2 separate regions of the Mus musculus genome follow, and region 1 is linked to region 2. Evidence: chromatin contacts called from public HiChIP or PLAC-seq data. All regions are on one chromosome and are shown on one strand. Each heading gives the region's core, a stretch centred on a gene start, on an enhancer-like site or on the middle of the called end of the contact. The rest is flanking DNA. Distances are from core to core; before and after follow the strand shown. Region 1 overlaps Add1 (adducin 1 (alpha)). Region 2 holds the start of Fam193a (family with sequence homology 193, member A).

Region 1 (6,473 bases), core at 3,057-5,556, 220 kb before region 2:
AGCACAAATTGCTTCCCCCAAACAAAATGATAAGCTACAATATCTCAAGATTTGTATTCCTTTCTAGCAATGCAATTCTCCATTACACAGAAAGAAAGAAAGAAAGAAAGAAAGAAAGAAAGAAAGAAAGAAAGAAAGAAAGAAAGAAAGAAAGAAAGAAAGAAAAGCAGGCAGACTCACTCACTGGAGGTTCTTAAAATCCTCAGGCTGCTAAGAACCTGAGTTCAATAAAGCTGTTTATTAATCTGATTGGATCATTTCTAGGTATTCTCTTACTGATGAAAACTGCTCAAAAGAGCCTTCTAAATTAACACTGCTGACCACGCACCACACCCTGATAAATTTTACATGAATGAACTCGTCCTTCCCTGTACAAGGTTGGTCTAAACTCAGGGGGTCTGGCTCCAGAATTCCTTCCTCCCAACAATGCACACTGCTCACGGTCCTATTTCAAGAAAGCTCAAGTGAGAAAACAGACTCCCAAAATACAAATTAGAAATAAAAGCAATACATTCCAGGAACGGATTACTTGTGTAGGCCCTATGATCCCTTATGATAAATGAATTAACAGCTTCCCAGCTTAAATTTTCTACACATTATTTTTCATTTCTCATTCAAAATGCTTTATTTGCCGGGTGGTGGTGGCGCAAGCCTTTAATCCCAGCACTTGGGAGGCAGAGGCAGGTGGATTTCTGAGTTCGAGGCCAGCCTGGTCTACAAAATGAGTTCCAGGACAGCCAGGGCTATACAGAGAAACCCTGTCTCAAAAAACCAAAAAAAAAAAACCAAAATGCTTTATTTGATGGCCAAAGTAAATGCATAACCTACATTTTATTTTTTATATATAATTATATTGCTCTGTTGCTTTAATTACAGCATCAACCAATTCTGCAATGTGTTACTGAGATGACAGCTACTGCTTGCCATTGAAAATGTAGTTAAGTAAAAAACCAAACCCGTGACAATCAGGGTCGGTATGGAAGTAAGCACTCCTCACCCCTCGCCCGCCATCCTGCCTTCTGGTAGCTGACACAGACTCTCGGCCACAGGCCAGAATGATGCTAAAAGCCTGTATATATGTCAGAGACACAGACCTCACCCTTCAACCCCACCCCCCAAATTTTCCTTAAGCCTAGCAAAGAATAAAAGGAGAAACACAAGAGATCCCAAAGAGTGACCTGCGCACAAATTCTGCAGGTCCAGCATCAGAAAACCACCACAGTTAAGTCCAGCACCCCTGTAAGGTGTCTCTATTTACAGATGGAAAAACACCCTGAGGTTTTCTATGTGTATGAATGTTTGTCTGCATATATGTCTGTGCACCATGTATGTGCCTAGTGCCTTTGGAGTCCAGAAGAGGGTACTGGATCCCCTGGAGCTGGAGTCACAGATGACTGTGAGCCACCATGTGGATGGATACTGAGAATCAAATCCAGGTCCTGCTGAATCACCTTCCCAGGCCTGCCACACACTAACTTTTGTCAGAGGACTCAATAACAAATCACTGAACTCAGAACTGACTCAAGAGCACTAATTCCAAATGCCATGCTCATCTACTGTACTGAGGCCCAGGCAGCCAGATTCAAATTCAGGAAGCACAAGCACACACTTCAGGCTTTCTGTCTGGTTCGGCAACATCTCTCCACTTCCTGGGACATGACAGACTAAGAAAATAACTGTTCGGGTTTTTTGTTTGGTTGTTTGTTTGTTTGGGGGGTGGATTTTCAAAAGAGGGTTTCTTTGTGTAGCCCTGGCTGTCCTGGAATGTGCTTTATAGACCAGGATGGCCTCGAACTCAAGGCCTGACTCTGCCTCTTGGATGCTGAAATTAGAGGCATGAGCCATTACTGCCTGCGAGAAGGTAGCTAGACAATGAGGCTTAAGGAGGTACAAAAATTATTTCACATCACTACTTTGTACCAAATTTTCTTTAAAAAAAAAAAAAAAACAACAAAAAAACAAAAAAAAAAAAACGCCTTTAATCCTAGATCTTAGACACAGAGGCAGCCAGGTCTCTTTGAGTTTGAAGCCAACCTTGTCAACAGAGTAAGTCCCAGGATAGCCAAAGATACACAGAGAAACCCTGTCTCAAAAAGACAGAATATATAGTTAATTAATTAATTAATTTAGGCAGGAGCAGTGATGCATTTCTTTAATGCCAGCACTCAGGAGGCAGAGGCAGGCAGATCTTCGTGTTCAAGGTCAGCCTGGTCTACATACAGTAGTGTTCCAGGACAGTCAGAAGTACATAAAGGGTCTTTGTTCTGTTTGTTTTAATTCCACTGAAGTTGATATCCATTATCTTCACATGGCCAGGCGCACATATCCATCCAAATGTTCTAAAACAGAAGGTTTTAAGAAATTCCACTCATTCCAGTGACTCAGACAAAAGGATCAAGAGTTCAAGGCCAGGGACTGGTGAGATGGCTCAGCAGGTAAACGCACTGACTGCTTTTCCAAAGGTTCTGAGTTCATCACATGGTGGCTCACAACCACCCGCAATGAGATCTGACGCCATAGCTACAGTGTTCTTATTTATGTAAAGAATAAATCTTTGAGCTGGAGCGAACAGGGACTGATTGAGTGGGGCGGACCTGAGCGAGCAGGATTGACTGGAGCGAGCAGAGGTCCTAAATTCAGATCCCAACAACCACATGAAGGCTCACAACCAACTGAACAGCTACAGTGTGTACTCATATACATAAAATAAATAAAATATCTTTAAAAAAGAGTTCAAGGCCAACCTGAGCTACATAGTTAAAAAAATAAAATGATGATGATGATGGGAGGGAGGGAAAGAAACACAGAAGATCATTGTACAAAAAAGAGAGCAGTCTGTAGTCTAGGAGAATATGAGAGAAGTCTAGACTAGTGTCTAATGAGCATATTCACCAGCGTCTGTACCAAGTCTCATATTCTGAGCCAAGCACCATGAGGGTCCCTGGTGGCTGAAACAGCAAGCATGGTGATACACTCCTGTGACCTCAGCACTCAGGAAGTAGAAGCAAGACTCCAGTGAGCTTGAGGCCAGACACTGTTCAACGCCTTCCCTGCACCAGTCGATGGGGCTGGAGATGAGGCCTGCATTCCCAGCAGTTGGGAGACTCACAACCACTGCTAAGCCCAGATCCAGGGATCACGTGCCCGGACCTGGTACAGAAACCATACACATAATTTAAAAATATATATATATTAGAGGAAAAGAAGTCGAAATTTAACATTATACTGCAACAGTGCCAACTGCCTTTCCTATTTTTGCTTCTTCACTGGATTCAACTACTATAACTGGGGGTTGGGGGCTTCTTGTGTAGCCCTGGCTGTCCTGGAACTCTCTCTGTAGACCAGGCTGGCCTCGAACTCACAGAGACCCGCCTGAGTGCTAGTGCTGGGATTAAAGGCCTGTGCCACCACTGCCTGGCTTTTTTTTTTTTTTTTTTTTTTTTAAAGACAGGTTTTTATCATCTAGCTCTGGCTGGCCTGGAACTCAGAGATCTGTCTGCCACTCTCTCCAAAGTAGTAGGATAAAAGGCCCACTCTATGGAACACAGGCCCCCCAGTGGAGGAGCTAGAGAAAGTACCCAAGGAGCCGAAGGGGTCTGCAACCGGATAAGTGGAACAACAATATGAACTAACCAGTACCCCCAGAACTCGTGTCTCTAGCTGCATATGTAGCAGAAGATGGCCTAGTCAGCCATCATTGGGAAGAAAGACCCCTTGGTCTTGCAAACTTTATATAACTTGACCCAGTACCAGGGCCAAGAAGTGGGAGTGGGTGGGTAGGGGAGCAGGGCAGGGGGAGGATATAGGGGACTTTCAGGATAGCATTTGAAATGTAAATGAAGAAAATATCTAATAAAAAATTTTAAAAATAAATAAATAAAAGGCCCACCCTACCACATTAGGCTTTCTCAACTACTGTAATAGTTTTGCTGACATTATAAAAATCCTTCAAAATGTACTGTTTCCTGAAACAAAATTTGCCCTGCCTCATTCCTTCCCCTTTGGTGCTGAGAATCAAACACCACAGGTCTTCAAGGGTAATCAGCCAATACGCCTCTGCTGAACTGCACCCCACTCCCAAACACTTTCTGAAGGACATTCCACAAGGGAAGGTTGCTAAGTAAAAATTTGGTCTGTCCTTTTAATTATTTTTCTGAGGGGAGGGCTAAGTGGAGAAGTCTGGCAAGAATACAAGTAAAGAAGCACTCCCCGCTTCCCCCAGAATCAAAGGTCTGAATGTTCCACACTGTGAAGTAATTAGTTGCGAAGAATAAGACAAAAGAAAGCTCTGAAGTAAAAGCTAGGACTTGAAGGACTGAGAAGAGCCCAAGACTGAATGCTGGGAGAATGGCTCAGTGTTCTGCACACGCAAAGGCTGCGAGTGCTGCTGTGTTAGCCCTGAAGCCTGAGAACAGACAGAGACAGGGTTCCTCTTTTGATCTAGGCAAGAAGCATTTAAAATCACAAACATAAGCTTAAGTGAAACTGTCAAAAGTATGCTCTTTGAAAAGTCACCACATAGGCTATTAGAGGTTTGTTTAAGTCTTTATGCTACCAAGTAACTATAAATGTACAGGTGTCTTCACAAAATAAGGATGTATTGTTAAATGAAAAAAGAAAGATACAGAAATCAATATAGATGGTATATGTGAGGGGTAAGTAAAAACTCATTTATATTTGCATAAATAAAAAATCCGCAAGAAACTGAAAATGACAGAAGTGTAAGGAGCTGAGCAGACAGGGGGCAACTGTGTAAGTGTTATATATACAATTTAAAGTTAATTTATAAAAGTAATTTAAAAATAAAATACCACTTAGACAATAAAATAATAATCATTAGAGCAAGTGTATAACAAACAAAGACACTGTGCTATAATGACATCAGCAGATGCGGAGAGAGCCACAGTACTGTATGTCTGTCATCCTTTCTACCTTATGTGAGGTCCAGGGATCCCACCCCAGTCGCCATCCGCGCACTGCAAGCCCTTCCCTGCTGAGCCCCACAGTCTTGGGTGACTGGGGCCATGGCCAGGTGGCTTGTGTTCAGAACAGCCTCTAGGCAGACAGACAAACAAAAGACCCATGAGAATAACTTGTTCCAGAGTATGAGAATGTATTAGTCAAGTACATTATGACTTTTTGATTAATACATTTCTCTTATGTTGTGGTAAAAGAGCAAATAAACTAAGAAAGAGTTAAGCATCTTGTTTCACTCTATATAGAAAATTAATGCCAGAGGGTAGGATTGTTAGGGTTAAAGGTGTCCCAAATTCTGGAGACATAAATAAGAGAATGTGGCTACAGGATGAGGCAGGCAAAGTTACCAGGTAAGAGGAAGAAAGCCTCTCCCGTGAGCCCCTCTTCACAGAGCAGGCAAAGCACTGCAGCCCTCTGCCCTAGTAAACCTCAGCTTGACCCACAGTCCCATCTTGGAACTTATTCTTGCATTTAAGACTGTACAATGAATGAGGATGGCTCCTAAGCCTTTGCTTATTTCAGGAATAATCCCTGGGCCGCCTCGGGGGTAGAAAGGTTAAACCGAAGCCCTGGGGCTCTGGTCTGCTCTCCACTCTGAAGGATGCCCTTTTGCCTTCCACCCTGGAGGCTGCCCTTTTGTGCTCTCTTACTCCTCTGCTAGAAACTCCTGACCTCTACCTTGGGAATACAAGCACTGAGAAGCTTTCACAGCAGGGATCAGAGGGAATTCCAGAAGAGGCCGCTCTCCAACTTGATTAGAATTCAGGGCACCAAAAAAGGGTGGAGGTCGAAGTTCCAAAAGCTCTGAGCCTCTGAGACCTACCTTAATTCCTCCTCTACCCACTCACTTATAACTCCTTCCCTTCACCCTCCGTGATCACCTCACACAACCTCCTAGCAGCACCTGACCACCCCCACCCCTTTCACCCCCAACCCCCAGCCTCCCAGCGTCCTTTCTGCCTTCCCTCCTATCTCTCCAGCCACTCTGTGCAGCTTCCCTTGCTGTCTCCTTTCTTCCCAGAGCCCTGAGCTCTTGCTCTTCCCTAACAATACTGTCAGCCCCATCTCTATTTGTACTCTCTGGTTCTCTATTCTGGCCATCTATCAAATTCACCTAGAGAAGCCAGGCATTGTGGTGCATGTCTGTTATCCCAGTACTCTGAAGGCTGAGGCAGGAGGATCACTGATTCTAGGCCAGCCTGAGATTGGAATACATAGTAATTCCAAGGACTATACTGCATGAGACTATTTCAAAAAACTAAAATAGCATATTTTTAAAGAACCATAGAGGGAGTTGGAGACATAGCTTAGCAGTTAAAAGCACTGGCTGCTCTTCCAGGGGTTCTGAGTTCAATTCCCAGCAACCATCTGTAAGGGAATCTGATGCCCTCTTCTCTTCTGGTATGTCTGAAGACAACAATAGTATGCTCACATATATAAAATAAATCTAAAAAACAGAGAGAGACAGAGAGAGAGAGAGAGAGAGAGAGAGAGAG
Region 2 (6,264 bases), core at 1,660-4,159:
AGAAATGCAAAATAATTAGATTTACTCTTGATATGCTTCACCTAACTGTTCACTGAGTGAGTAGTCTAACCATTGCACAAGCTCAAGTCCAAGACCTGAGTCCAAATTTCCCCATTTCACAATTAGAATAAAAAACAAAACAACAACAAAAACATTAGCCCTATTATCTAGAAGCAGAACCCCTAAAAAGACCAGCTCAGCATCCTGAAACACAATGGCCACAATCATACATCACTTACAGACTGCCACTAAACACTGCTTGCAATCTTCCCTACATTTATTTGTTTAATCTTAAGCCTAGGATCTGAGTGCCCAACAAGGAGTACAGGTCTGACACCAAGCACAAAGGAACCTCAGAAACTTAAATCTGTGCAACCTGCACCCTGAGCCTTGGACACCAGAGTTTACTTCTGGACCAACAATTTCACAAGAAGTTACCCATACCCACATTTCCACTAACTAGCTCAGGAGCCACCTCAAATAAGATAGTATAACCTACAGTTCTGTGCCCAGCACTAAGAGCAATGTGGGACTCCCTACTAAGGATAAGGACAGTCCTTCCTGTCCTTTCTTAGTCACCTTCTGGTTTGGTGACCTAGAGAGAGTAGAGGAAGCTCAAGACTTCTCTCTGGGAAGTACAGGTCCAACAGTTACCTGACATTGTTATGCATACCTGTGCTGTGCCATATAAGGCACCCAAAGAGCTTACCATTTTGTATGGAAACTGGATTTTCAGAGTTCTGTGGAGCTGGGTATGATGGTGATGCTTTTAATCCAAGCAATAGGGAGACAGAGGCAGGCAGACCTCTGTTGAATTCCAGGTCAGCCTGCTCTACATAATGAGTTCTAGGACAGCCAAAACAGAGAAAGACCCATTCTCAAATCAAATCAAAACAAAAAAGATCTCTGGGGTTACAAGGATATTTTTAGTTCTACTGCTATGAAGACTTGTTTTGTATATGAGGAAAACACAAAAAGATGTTTAAACTAAACACACCTTAACTTTAAAATACAATAAAAGCAATGTTTTTACATGATGTATGTCTAAATTCAATAACGCACAGAGAAATGTGTGAACAAGTATTTTATTAAGGAAATGAAGTAGAACAGCAAAGACCAGAAAAGACTGGGAATCCTTTTATGAAACTTTTTTGTGTATGATTGTTTTTAATGGTGGGTGATGGCCCAAACTCTTGATGCATAATAGTTCAACACAAACAATTCTGTCAAAATTATGCATAATCTGAGTTTGAAGAGCTACAAAAAGCAAGTTATTTCAGGTAATTCTATGTTATGTTGCAATTACTCAATCCTACCTAGCACGAGGTATGAGGAGTAAGGCTCCTTGTTAGCAGCTGGTCTTCACTGTACATACAGAAATGGATGTACTTCACTTCCAGCTCCAGCAACCACTATTACCCTTTCTATAAAGCTTTCGAACAGGCCAACCTCCCACCTTCCCCTTCCAGCAAAAGCAAAGGCGACCCACAAAGTCCCAAAATGAAAAATCACAACCTCATTTTAAACTAGAGCTGTCCAGAGTCAAGAAAAAGGCCAAACTCTGGAAACTCAAACCCAAGGACAAACCCCAGATGCTAAACAAATGTAACAATACTCCGCGAAGAAAGCTCCCAAAGTTGCACCAAAACTGCAGAGAACACCGGGAACAAATAAGGAAAACTTAAGTATTTATCCATTACTGTACTTTCTTGCAACAACATGAGCATCAAAACCCATGCCCATCCCCAACAATTTTCTCAACTGCTCTCAATACATACTGTGCCAACACAATATTCCGAATCTCATTAAAAAAAAAAAAAATCTGCCTCATGACTTGGCACACAAATACCCCTTAAAGCTTTGGTTTCTTCACTGTGGATGTCTTTTTAAAAGAAGATAACTTGTTTTAGCAACCTTACAAGAACGCAACTTGAGAGAAACCCATAATCATTCGGTGGCCAATCCAATCTATAGAACCGATTATGCCAACTGCATCCCACGTACCAGCACTATCTTCTGAAACAGAATAAAAGAGACAGCGGTCCATCCACAGCATGCCTGCGTAAGTAAACCTGAAAAAATAGTTACCCCAACCCTTGCGACTATCCTCAGCTGACACTCCTGAGGAAAGAGACCCCGGCGGCTCCCGAGAGCTTACAGCAGCAGGCACAGAGGGCAAGACAGCCGCGCCCGTGGTGCGCCAGGCGGTACCCAGAAACTTCTAGGGGGCACTTTTCAAGGCCACAGTCGGTGTGCCTCGGGGGTCCCGCCGGCGCCGCCCTCCCTCCGCCGCGCTCGCGCCCGGGAGGAGCTGTCAGCTAGGCAGGCGCCGGCCCGTTATCCGCCGGCCGCGCCCGCCCGGCCGCTCGTGAGGGGGCGGCGGCCGCTCCCGCCCGCGGACCCCTGCTGCTTACCTCGAAGTAGCCTCCGGCGGCACCGCCCGCACCCGCGCCCAGAGGCCCGTGGGCCGCCGCGCCGCCCAGCAGGCCCGCCGCGCCGGGGCCCGGGGCCTGGGGGCCGCGCAGGGCCGCCGCCGAGCCGGCCTTGCCGCCCGAGCCGCCGCCACCCGAGCCACCGCCGCCGCCGCGCTTGTTCTTCCGGCGCTTGGCTCCGCGCTTAGCGTCGGCCGGGCTCATGGCGGGAGTGAGGGACGGAGGACGGCGGGCGGGGAAGGGGCGCGGGCGGGCGCCGGGCCGCGGGCGGCGGCGGCAGCGGCGGGCAGGCGGAGGCGGCGGCGGGCGCTGCGGCCGGCCGGGCGGGGGGCGCGGCGCGGGGTCTCCTCCCGGGCTGGGAGGGCGGGGCGGACGGGATCTGAGGGGCAGCTGCTGGCGAGAGCGACGCGAGTCCACCGGGCCCGGTGCCGCCGCTGACCAGAGTTAAGAGTCCAATATGGCGGACACAAGGGGAAAGGGATCCCAGTTTACGTCGGGGGAGGGGGGAAGCAGCGGCAGGGGGAGGGGCGCGGGCGGCCGCCCCCCGCACTCCGCCCTCCCGGGCGGCGCGCCCCTGGCCTGGGACCCCGCCCCCGACGCCACGCGCGAGGCATGCCGGGAGCTGTAGTTCCAGCCGCCCGCGGCTCCGCCCGGGCGTGTGGGGCGGGACCACGACTCCCGTAGGGCCACGCGCAGTTAGTCGTGCGGGGAGAGGGTGTGCCTAGGGTGACGTCCGGCGCCGCGTGGCCCTGTGGAATCTGTAGTCCGCGCACGGACGGAGCTGGAGGCGGGCGGGGTCCAAGAGGGTCTCGCAGTTCCAACTCTGGCGGTCTCTCAGTTCCTTTAGTACAGCCTCCTGCCAAAGACCCAAGCTCTTGCCCTGCTCGTAGTGGGCCCTGCTGACTTTGGCCCAGTCCAGGTTCGAGCGTGCCCCTTTCACCTGTCGCTGTGTGACCTTGGCCTATGCCAGGGCCAGTGGAAAGAGGGCCGGCATCCGCCGACTGGTAATTCACTGCATCTGCGCTGACAAGGCCTGCAGTAAGCAGGAGCCTGCCTCACTCCTTCCTCGCTTCTCTTTAAAGTCTCCATACTTAAAGGAGCGCTTCCTCAGGCCATCGCCCATGCTATTCATCACTTTCCATTCACCACATACCAGGAGGACTTTAGTTCAGGACAGAAGTCTGGACCACTACCTAGAAACCTTGTTCCTTGGCGCCCTGCTTATCGCCTATAGGTACAAGGACCCAAACCAAAGGTTTCCCGCAGTTCATACCTATTTTTGATTCCATCAGTGGAACCAAGTGCTATCTGTTGAGATTAGCATTGCGACATACAGACATGCGCTCCTGAACCATCTCCTATTACCTCCTAGTTAGTCATTCTGGCCCAATTCAGCAATTCTGACCCATTTTTCACCCCAAACCTGAGCAGCCCAATGTGATGAACCCCGTTTCAATGACTAACTTCCCAATAGAATGAAGGTCCCTCACCCAAACAGGTCTTGGATAGCTCTGATATTAAAGTGTAGTAGGATGCCAGGCTAAATCTCCCTCAGTACTCCATAGGTGGGCAGTGTCAGGACCGCCCCTTCCCTCCATTTCATCTAAGGAGTCCAGTTGAATGCCTCCCTACTTCCATAACCACTTTGCTTTCTTCTGTTCTTGGCACATTGGCATGGAGTTGAAATTTTTAAGTGTCATTAGTATCCTAGAGGGCACAGGATATAGAAGTGCTTGCCTCCACCATAATCCCAACCCCTTGCAGGCACAGGGCTGGGCATGCAGCACTCCAGTAATTGCTAGGTGAATGAATGACCATTTGTCCAGCAGTGCAGTCATTCTCTGTCAAATCTCCATTCACACATACACTCTCCTGAGAGGTGCTATTAGTCATAGTCTATGGATAAGAAACAGGTTTATAGGTGCTAAGGATGTTGCCCAAAGCCACTCTAGTTTTCAGAGGCAAGGCCCAGATTCTAGCTCAGGTATAACTTTGGGCACCAACATAAGTGTATGTACAAAGACACTTTGTTTCTAGAGCAAATGAATTCACAGAATCTCTAAGCTTCTATAAGGAGGCCGAAGAGGGTTTTTTTTGTTGTTGTTGTTTTTGGTTTGGTGTTTGTTTTGTTTGCTTGGTTGGGTGAGTTTTTGGTTTGGTTTTTCGGTTTTGCTTTTGTTTCAGTTTTTCAGACAGCATCTCACTGTATATTTCTGGCTGGCTTTGAACTTGATATGTAGACTATACTACTCAGAGATCCTCCTGCCTCTCAGCCTTCCATGTTCTGGGACTAAAAGTGTGTGCCACCACCAGCTTCGTTTTATTCTAACCACCTGGGAGAGCCATGGAAGGCTTTTAAGCAGGGAATGCCATGGAGATGCATACTTCGTTTTATATATTTTAATTAAATTTGAATAAGTGCTTGCTTGCCTGTATGTATATGTACCACATGTATACCTGAAGCCAACAGAAGGCAGAATATCATATACATAATATATAGTGTTTTATTATGTAATATATATGTTTATATTATATATTATACTTAAAATATGATTTATATGTGTAATATATAATAATACATATATGTGTGTGTGTGTGTAAAATGGCACATGCTTTTTATCCCAGTAGTCAAGAGGCTGAGGTAGGCAGATCTCTGTGAGTTTGAGACCACGCAGATCTACAGAGTAAATTCCAGGACAACCAAAGACAGAAACCCTGTCTCCAGAAAAAAAATAAAAAATTAAGATTTTAAAAATGGGAGATAGCCGGGCGGTGGTGGCACACGCCTTTAATCCCAGCACTTGGGAGGCAGAGGCAGGCAGATTTCTGAGTTCAAGGCCAGCCTGGTCTACAGAGTGAGTTCCAGGACAGTCAGGGCTACAGAGAAACCCTGTCTCAAAAAACCAAAAAAAAAAAAAAAAAAAAAAGGGAGATAAATCAACGTAAACACCATAACTATCAAATATGCCAGTAGGCAAGCATGCTGTCACTGAGCTACACTACAGACTGCAAATGCCCAGGTATGACCCAGAAAGGAAAGTTCTATGGCACACAGTTGGGGAAAAAAGGATGCAGTGCCATAGAAGCATAGTCTACCTAACGGAAGCTCCACCTGCCCATGATTTCAAGATGCTCAGGGACTCCTAACCAAGATAAAAATGAGAACAAAAGCAAACCTACACTGAAATCAATCTTAAGCAACCTTACACAAAAACATCAAAGATCTCTGACATCTTTCCAGTGAAGCTAACTAGCCAGCAAACTAGAGTTATTAAAAAACAAATCTAGAGAGTGGTCTTTAAAATGTTTCAACAAGTTATGTTGAGACAATTTAACTACCTTAGAAGTCCTGGTCCTCCTGCCTCAGCTTCTGTAATTCTAGGATTAGGTATAGAAGTTGAGGTATGTTCATCTCTTTTCACATGGTTTCTGGAGCTTCTGTTTTATGCTTTTAGCATTTGTCTGTTCAGATTCACCATCTTTAAAGTATTCAAGAGCCACTCAAGGCTTATAAGTATCATACTCAGGAATCTCTTATTTTTAAATCTCGCTTTGAGACAGAATGTTACTGTGTCACCTAAATTGGCCTTAAACTCATGTTCCAATTGTCTTAGCCTCTGGGGTGCTTACGTTATAGACATATGTCACTGTACCTGGTTGTATCTGGTTTCTTTAAAGAAAAATAAAGTCTTGCTGGGCGGTGGTGGTACACGCCTTTAATCCCAGCACTTGGGAGGCAGAGGCAGGCGGATTTCTGAGTTCGAGGCCAGCCTGGTCTACAGAGTGAGTTCCAGGACAGCCAGGGCTACACAGAAAACCTGTCTCAAAAAAA

The links. HiChIP or PLAC-seq counts read pairs in DNA pulled down with a chosen protein or histone mark.
Region 1: an H3K4me3 HiChIP or PLAC-seq map of bone marrow-derived macrophages shows a contact between it and region 2, with 6 times the contacts expected there. The contact joins the enhancer-like site here to the promoter of Fam193a in region 2. A contact is called at or near these places in 2 of 39 promoter capture datasets (fetal liver and hippocampal neurons), 1 of 115 datasets of contacts at active chromatin or transcription factors (bone marrow-derived macrophages) and 2 of 9 other capture datasets (adipose tissue and liver).

The regions. Positions count from the first base shown.
Region 1 is chr5:34,589,409-34,595,881 of GRCm38.p6, reverse strand. All of the region lies in intron 1 of Add1 (adducin 1 (alpha)), which reads right to left. Among named protein-coding and RNA genes, the nearest start is that of Mir7036b, 18 kb to the right of the region's middle. Within about 2 kb of position 4,306, at least 38 of the 459 cell types and tissues checked have an H3K27ac peak or open chromatin away from gene starts, as enhancers often do. A contact at or near this core is called in adipose tissue and bone marrow-derived macrophages, where this site is marked.
Region 2 is chr5:34,366,578-34,372,841 of GRCm38.p6, reverse strand. It overlaps Fam193a (family with sequence homology 193, member A), which reads right to left and starts at 2,909. Exons shown (of 21, transcript NM_001243123.1): 1 at 2,415-2,909. The coding sequence starts at 2,636.